Regions from separate parts of the Pan troglodytes genome. Here region 1 is linked to region 2. The links are chromatin contacts, called in public capture Hi-C maps. All regions are on one chromosome and are shown on one strand. The core of a region is the stretch at or near the end of the contact, and the rest is flanking DNA. Distances in the headings are between cores, read along the strand shown. Region 1 overlaps VGLL4 (vestigial like family member 4). Region 2 overlaps ATG7 (autophagy related 7).

The links. Capture Hi-C pulls out chosen DNA fragments and counts their contacts.
Region 1: a capture Hi-C map of stem cell-derived neural stem cells shows a contact between it and region 2, with 7 times the contacts expected there. The contact joins two enhancer-like sites. A contact is called at or near these places in 5 of 7 Hi-C or Micro-C datasets (blood, induced pluripotent stem cells, a lymphoblastoid cell line and 1 more), 1 of 1 datasets of contacts at active chromatin or transcription factors (stem cell-derived excitatory neurons) and 1 of 1 other capture datasets (stem cell-derived neural stem cells).

The regions. Positions count from the first base shown.
Region 1 is chr2:15,670,492-15,674,484 of NHGRI_mPanTro3-v2.0_pri, reverse strand. The region is part of intron 2 of VGLL4 (vestigial like family member 4); the gene reads left to right. Among named protein-coding and RNA genes, the nearest start is that of VGLL4, 67 kb to the left of the region's middle. Within about 2 kb of position 1,989, at least 3 of the 24 cell types and tissues checked have an H3K27ac peak or open chromatin away from gene starts, as enhancers often do. A contact at or near this core is called in stem cell-derived neural stem cells, where this site is marked.
Region 2 is chr2:15,402,842-15,406,985 of NHGRI_mPanTro3-v2.0_pri, reverse strand. The region is part of intron 17 of ATG7 (autophagy related 7); the gene reads right to left. Among named protein-coding and RNA genes, the nearest start is that of ATG7, 110 kb to the right of the region's middle. Within about 2 kb of position 1,480, at least 2 of the 24 cell types and tissues checked have an H3K27ac peak or open chromatin away from gene starts, as enhancers often do. A contact at or near this core is called in stem cell-derived neural stem cells, where this site is marked.

The sequences.
Region 1 (3,993 bases), core at 740-3,239, 270 kb before region 2:
AGCATAAACCCAGGAGCCAACCCTCCTAGAAATACCAGTTACCGTCGTGTATTCTATAAAACATGACATTCTGTCTTGAGATTGCAGTGAATGGCGGCCTGTGGTTGGGTGGGGAGGTGTGGAGAGGGAAAAGAGGAATGATCGGAGCCCTTGGATTTTAGGGCTCGGGCAGACAACACAGAGGCTGCCGAGATGGACATCCAAGCTTAGAGAGGTGGAATCACTTGATGAAGATTGCATGGCTAGCGAAGGTTATGGCCTGGGAACTGGATTTTTCTGACTCTGTATCCAGTGCTCTTTTTGCTAGAAAGCAGTGTGAAGAGTACAGAGGGCTCAGCTTGGGAGGCCCGTCACTGCTCTCAGCTCCAGGCTGGCCTTCCTCACCTCCTTGCTGCCTACTCCCAGCCTCCCTGCAGACGCTCTTAGGACAGTCCTCTCCTCCTCGGGTCAGTCCTTCCTTTCCAGACCCCCTCTTCTCTTTCCTGGCATCTGAATGCCTGACCAGGGCCGTGCTTCGTTGTTGCTGGGGTCACAGTCATCTTGCTTCTCTGAGAGCCTGGATTGTGGCTAGTCCTCAGAGCCTGGCTAGAAACCTAGTTCTTTCTCAAAGCCATCCCTGGTTCTCACATGGTATGGAGCTTTGAGGTGACTCCCAGTGCTTACCTGGCTTGCTATGCGAGTGGCCTGCTTTGCTGTGGTGAGAACTTGGGGTGTGCTCTCCCTCCCCTCGAGAATGCGACACCACACACTGTCAGACCCTATTGGAGTTACTGACCTCAGCTACTGCACCCCAGTGGACATCTCAGCTCTAGAGTTTGACAGATACGTTGAGGGCTTAGCCACAGCAGGCTGGGCTCTGCCAGCCGCTTCTGCAAAGATCCCCAGCTCAGGTGCTCCTAGCCTGTTAGCCTTCCAGCCTAAAGGCCCTGCCAACACCAGCACCCCTGGGAACTCCTCTAGCCTCCGGGGGCCTTATATGTCACCGTGGATCCCTCCCTGTGTTGGACACCATCTCTGGAGCGAACCACTCATATAAAAGGCACACCTCAAACTTAATCAGATGTCACTTTCCACAGAGGCCTGCTTCCATCCTAAGTGAGCAACTGGACTTTAATATTTGGGAAGCACTCCCTGTGTGGTGAATGGACCTCGTCTGTCGTGTGTGCTCCCTGCGAGGCCTGTTCTCATTATTCTCCCCTCCTTAGGGATCATGAGCCTTTGTATGGCAATAGACCGTGTGCTTCAGGAAATCATACTTTGATCATCTCTTTATTGTAACCACACAGAGCATCACAAAGCTGTGCACATGCGCTCCCTCCTGACTTCCTTCAGTCTTCAGTTCGCTCCTTCTTTTAGGCTTCTCACTTTCCTCTGTTCCCAGCTTAGATTCTGGAGCTCTCCCTTCCCATTTGTTCTTTCAAGAAATGTTTAGTGGTCACCCACCAGTGTCAGGCTTTGTGTTAGGTGCTGGGGAAACAATGATAAGGCAAAACAGCACGGCTGTGAATGGGAGGGAGATGGCCGTTCATCAGAGGAGTACACAGGCCTGAAATGACACCTGCCTGCGTCCTCCGAGGGCAGGCTCCTATGCAGTGAGACGAGTCACTAGAAACCCCCCACCACCAGCCGGAACCAGACACAAACTGGAAACCCCACTGTTTCCTCCGGCAAATGCTGTCTCTTCTTAGGACCCCTTAGTCCCCGCACTCCCCACCCTATGTGGGGTAAACAGGAAATCCTGCCTTGTCCATTTCTGGGCTCACTGCAGTCAAGTGTTGGTAGGTTTATCCATTTCAAGTCCTATTCCAGCTACTGGGTGTTGATAATTTAAGAAGATAGGCTGAGAATGGGGGTGGTGGGTTTGGTTTGCCCCTTCTGTGTAAAGCAGATGGGAATTGTTTAAATACAAATGACCAGGTGGTGCCATCCCTGTGGGAAGGAAGCCAGGCTGTTTGTTAGGTGGGCTCACGTCGCCCCCTAGTCCTGCCCACGAGCAACTAACTCATTGGGATGTTGAACTCTGGTGGGTATGAAAAGCAGCCAGGTGCCCTCCTCAGTTCAGTTCAGAATCTCCAGGGTAGTGGTCCTGACCCCTAAGGGGAGGGGAGCTTGCAAAAATTACGTGGGTAGCTATTTTCAAACGATACTGCTAAGTGTAGTTATTTCCTGGGTGTAAATTCAAAATTCATCTACTGCAGATTTACCAAATTATCCTCCTGGACACCCATGGCTTTCAAAACCTCCTGGGTGATTGTAATGTATGGCCACGGTTCAAAACTGCTCTAATAGTGGGTGGATTTCTGTTGGCCCTAATAATGCCAATGGCCTCACAAATAGAAGCCTCAAATAGAAGATCCACAGGAGGATAAGGTAATGCTGGCAAACTCATCCTTGGAAAAATTGAATTGTTTGCATTTCAAAAAGAATTTTGTGGTATTGGCCATTATTTGACTTAATTGAATATTTTTCAACAAAAACCGTTTATTCTAGTTAATGTTACTAAATATAGTTGTGTTGGTGATGAAATAAAATCTAAACCACCTGCTTGTTTTATAAAGATTCTGTCTTCTCTCACTGGGGTTTCAGGCCAGTAATTAATCCAGGACATGTTAACTGTTGAATGCCTGCTCTTACAGGCATTGGGCATAGACAAAGAAAAATATGGTATGGGTTTCATTTCAAAGAGATCACCGTGTGATGAGGAAGGTGGATTTGTTGAAATATTTTAAGATACTTACAGGTGCAGGTTAATAATCTTAACATTGCAAATGATCTTTTTCTCATACCTCGTTTTATTTGCCTGCCTTTTGCAAAGCTAATAAGGTAAAATTCATGCCTTGCAAGTTAACAGTAATTGTGGACTCTAAAAACTCCCCTTATTTTTAGTTAAAAGTAAGACCCTGGGTGCAGTGGAAAATCACAGCTTCTGGTCCCAGCTCTGCTGCTCTTTGCGTGAGTTTAGAGGAGCCAAGGAGCCTGCTTGGTATCTGTTTCCTCATCTCCGCATTGTCGCGAGAACTGAGAAAGAAACAGGATATGCAGAAGATATGCACTGTGCCATGGAGTGTGGCACTTAGTATCCTTTGTTGTGTTTCTATCCCCTCAACTCTAGGAAAAATAACATTTTAAGACAATAGGGCATTGACCTCTTGAGCTGTATCAGAGAATGATGATTTGGCTAAGGAGAAAATGCCCAATAATGATTTGCTTGATCTGGGTTTCTTGATTTGTGGCATTATTGTCACTTTTGCCAAATAATGCTTTGTTGTGGTGGTGGTGGTGGGGGGTGTCCTATGCATTGTAGGATGTTTGGCAGCATCCCTGGCCCCTAACCACTAGATGTTAATAACACCCCCAAATTTGAAATAACCAGACATCGCCAGATGTCTCCTGAGGAGGGCAGAATCTCCTTGGTTGAGAGCCTCTGGCCGGGGCCCTTCCCTCTGTGTTGTCTCGGGTGAATTCTATCCCTCTGCCTGCTATAAGTGTCACAGAGTTCTTACTGTCCATCAGAGAAGTGCGAAGTAAAGTCGTAGTGTGGCTGCTCCAGACCTACCAGAATAACAGGAATGAAAGAGTTGGAAAACTGTTGGCAAGGATGTGGAGCAACTTGAAATCTCATACCCTGCTGGTAGGAGTCTAAATGGGTACAACTGCTGTGGAAAACTATTTGGCAATATTTACTTAAGCTGAACATACACTTTCTACGTATCTGTTCCTGAGTACATGTGCGACAGAAATGCATTCCGAGGCTGATAAGAGACACACACTAGAATATTCATAGCAGCACTATTTATAATAACCCCCACGTAGAAACTACCTAAATGCCCATCAGTGGTAGAATGAAGGATCTGCGATATATTGGAGTAATGGAGTACTAGACAGCAATGCAAATGAATGCTATGCAACTGCACATAAAAATAATGCTACCACTCATAAAATATGTGGAGTGAAGGAATCCAGCCACAAGAGTAGCTAGCATCATAGGATTCT
Region 2 (4,144 bases), core at 231-2,730:
ATACCCTGAAGACTGCTTGGGCCAGGCTGCCAATGGAACCATCTAAGGAGAACACAGCCCTCAACTTTCTGGTCTGAGTGGCAAAAGGGATCCCGTAAGAAAAAATTTGTCTGGGAAAACTAGATGTGTTTGTGACCACAGGTGACAGGGAAAGGAGTAATCATCACAAGTTCTAACTACTAATTAGGTAGTCTTAAAAACCACAGGTCAAAAGTAACAAGCAAGGCCGTGTTCTCTGGAATCATGGAAAAGGTTTTGGCTGTCATTGTCAAGAGACATGAACGGAAGGTTTCTGCAGCCTTTCAAAGCCAGGGCAGCCTTGGCCTTCAAATCCCTGATTCAATCCCTCCCCATTATACCTGTGTGTGGACAGTGAGCCCAGAAAAGGCTGCATGTATCTCAGGAGACCTAATGCAATCACAGGGGTCTTTGTTTTCTTATTTCTGATGTCAACACCAGCCCCAGGAGTGGGCAAAGGCCTTGGTACTTGGCCACAGGGAACTGGATACACGTCAGCCATTGCAATTTCCCTGGGAAACGGAAAATATTTTCCCCACTGTATGGATGAGGAAATAGAAGCAAAGGGAGAAATGTCCAAGGTTTTTCAAGGCGGTGAAGAGCCAAGAGTTCTGAGGTTAAGGCTTGTAGCTAAATACTCCTCACCAGCTCTGGCTGTATATTCCATCTCCTTTTGGGAACCAAGCAGTTCTGGAGATTGGAGAAAACACTAGTTGCTAAGGACAAGATGTGGGATACATTTTACACCACACAATCATACATATGGAATCCATCATACATTAAAATAGAAAATTTGAGGCCTTGCTGGGTAAATGAGATAGGAAAAGAGAACCTGGGGGTTACTCATCATTTTCCAAATCAGAGATTTATATCCCTTTTGGAAAGGAGAAGGAAAATCTGGCTGCAGCCCAGTTTTGAGTAATATTTGCCACTGAGAAGCTGTATGCAAAGATTCCTGGCACAGGCTGCAGAGAGCTCTTCCGACTGGGCTCTGGCCAGTCCTTGTAAATGATTGAGATTTAAAACCCTATCAAATCTGAGAAGCAGGGAGTATCCTCAATATAGTACCATAAATCCCTTATAGTAGGAATGTTCAGGGAAAAATGATGTCTATGTATACCTATATACATACATATATATTTTAAGTCAAGAAGTGTTGACATCACCAATTAACAGTGATCTAAATGGCTGGATCGTGGTTATTTTCTTTCTTAAATATATTTTCTGATTTTTCTGCAATTAAAAATCCATTGCTTGTAAAATAAAGGAAATATAAAATATAAAAGCTAATAAAGTGTCAATAGAGAGCCAGAACTTATCTCATTCAACTGACTCATTGAAGAAAATAAACGAAGGCGTGCAGAGTGGGGGAGCACCTTGCTTGTGGTTACTTGGCAGTCCAGCAAGGGATGCAGGGCCAGGACCCTGGAAATCCCCTGACTTCCTGCCCTCCACACCACCCTGCTGCAGCTGCTGGATTCCTTAGGCTAGGAAACCCCCTAAAAAGCTCGGTGCTAGGTGAGCAAGAGTTTTACATGTTATTGTAAAATTCAAAACAGCAGCTTTAAGCATTAGACAACGTATACCAGATTCCAACTCCAAGGATGGCCAAAATTAAAACGGCACTCACAAAGACAAGAGGACGATTCGTAGAAAATTGGGTGTCCCAGGCTCAGCCACAACTGCTCTACTGAACAACTTCATAACTGTGCCATGTTTTGTTGTCTCTGGCTATTATACACGCAATTCTCCACTGCCTGGAATTCCTTGTGTTCTCTCCCCTAGGTGTTTCTAGAAACTCCTACTTGACCCTTTAACATCAACTCAGAAGTCATCCTCTGCAAGGCCTTCCCTAGTCATCCACATTTACAAAATTAATTGGTATTGGGATGCCGTAACAAGAGGACAGACCTTGCTTTAGGGCATTTCACAACGGAACAGATCATTACTGGCTTATGAGTCTGTCTCACCCTCTAGACAGTGTTCCTTGAGGACAGTGGCTATTTTAATCATCTTTGTATCTCTGGCACACAGCAGGGACTCAAATGTCAGTTGAATTAAATGAATGTCTGCTAACAGATAACAGTTTAACCCTTCCTTTCAAATCTATCATTTGCCTTTCTAAGTGGTGCATTTGCAAAGCCCTTAGGTGACAAGTTGCTTTGGGACAGAGGTTTCTCTTAAACATTTAAGTAGCTGGCTGAGCACAGTGGCTCACGCCTGTAATCCCAGCACTTTGGGAGGTCAAGGTGGGCAGATTACAAGGTCAAGAGATTGAGACCACCCTGGCCAACATGGTGAAACCCCGTCTCTACTGAAAATACAAAAATTAGCTGGGTGTGGTGGCGCACGCCTGTAGTCCCAGCTCCCCAGCAGGCTGAGGCAGGAGAATCACTTGAACCCAGGAGGCGGAGGCTGCAATGAGCTGAGATCACGCCACTGCACTCCAGCCTGGCAAGAGAGCAAGACTCCGTCCCAAAACAAACAAACAAACAAACAAATACTATTTAAGTAGCTAAGTTGACTTTTTGGTATTTCATGCTTCTTTTTGGCGGGGGTTTGGGGGCATGGGCATGACAGAGTCTTGCTCTGTCGCCCAGGCTATAGTGCCATGGCATGATCTCAACCTCTGGGCTCAAGGATCTTCCCACCTCAGCCCCCCAAGTAGCTGGGACAACAGGCATAGGCCACCACGCCGGGCCAATTTTTGTATTCTTTGTAGAGGCAGGATTTCACCATGTTGCCCAGGCTGGTCTCAAACTCTTAGGCTCAGGTGATCTGCCCACCTCAGCCCCCACAAAGTGCTGGGATTACAGGTGTGAGCCACCATGCCTAGCCTTTCATGCTTCATAAGTAACAAGAAAACATGATAGAAGGTAGGTAGGATTATATAATATCAAAAAAATAAATGGACAGGCTGGCTATAACCAAGGCCAAAACAAAGTACGATTTACCAGCTGACATTTATTATTCCTACCCAACCCTTACCCTATCACTCTTCAAGATATATGCCCAGATACACACAGAAAGCTAATAGCAAGTCACTTTGAGGAGTTTAATCATAACCCATCAACAGAAGAACCTATTGCATAGTCAACACCAGAATGAGTGCATTATTAGGGTTGCTAATCACTGAAATCTCAAGATCAGGTTTCTGGGCACATCTTGCTGCATCTGCGCAGGTCCCAGATGGTATGCAAACCAAGTTTGGAGCCTGATTCTTCACAACAGGCTGTTCCTGCACTATCAAGAAGGTTGTGAGTAATAGAATTGTGCAACAAGAGCAAGAATACTCTGCACGCAGTCTCCTCCTGCACAGTCCTGCTCCTGACTCTGCAGGTCTGAAAAAAGGTTTTGGTCAACTTCTGGGTCCCAGAAACAAGGTTATTATTGCAAAGAACACCTGAAGCTGCCTAGCTTTACTCCTTTTAGAGAAGGACTAGTCATAATATACAACATACTTCCCCTTCCCCCAGAATTGACTGGGAAAGGGTACCTGGGAACTTTCTGAGTGATGGAAAAACTCTAATATCTTGATAGGAAGAGTGTGGGTTACATGGGTGTATACATTTGTTAAAACTTACGGAGTTGTTTTAAGATTCATACATTTCGCCATATATAAATTTTACCTAGGAAAAAAAGAATTATGCACAAATAGGAACTGAAGGTTCTAGGTTTATTTTCTGTAGTAGTATGGGCTAGCAGTTTTGAAACTACTTCCTGTATTATTCTAGACTTCAGCAAGTGAGTAAATATATCCAGGATACGGCTGGACGCGGTGGCTCACGCCTGTAATCCCAGCACTTTGGGAGGCTGAGGCGGGCGGATCACGAGGTCAGCAGTTAGAGACCAGCCTGGCCAATGGAGTGAAACCCTGTCTCTACTAAAAATACAAAAAATTAGCCAGGCATGGTGGCGAGTGCCTGTAGTCCCAGCTATTTGGGGGGCTGAGGCAGGAGAATCGCTTGAACCTGGGAGGCAGGCGGAGGTTGCAGTGAGCCAAGATCGCAGGTTTCTCACTGTTGGAGAAGGTAGTCAGAAATATGGAAAAGGGAAAACTAGCATCACCGAAAGGTATATAGTATATTATATAACTCCTGACATGAGGAGACAGCATCACTTCTTT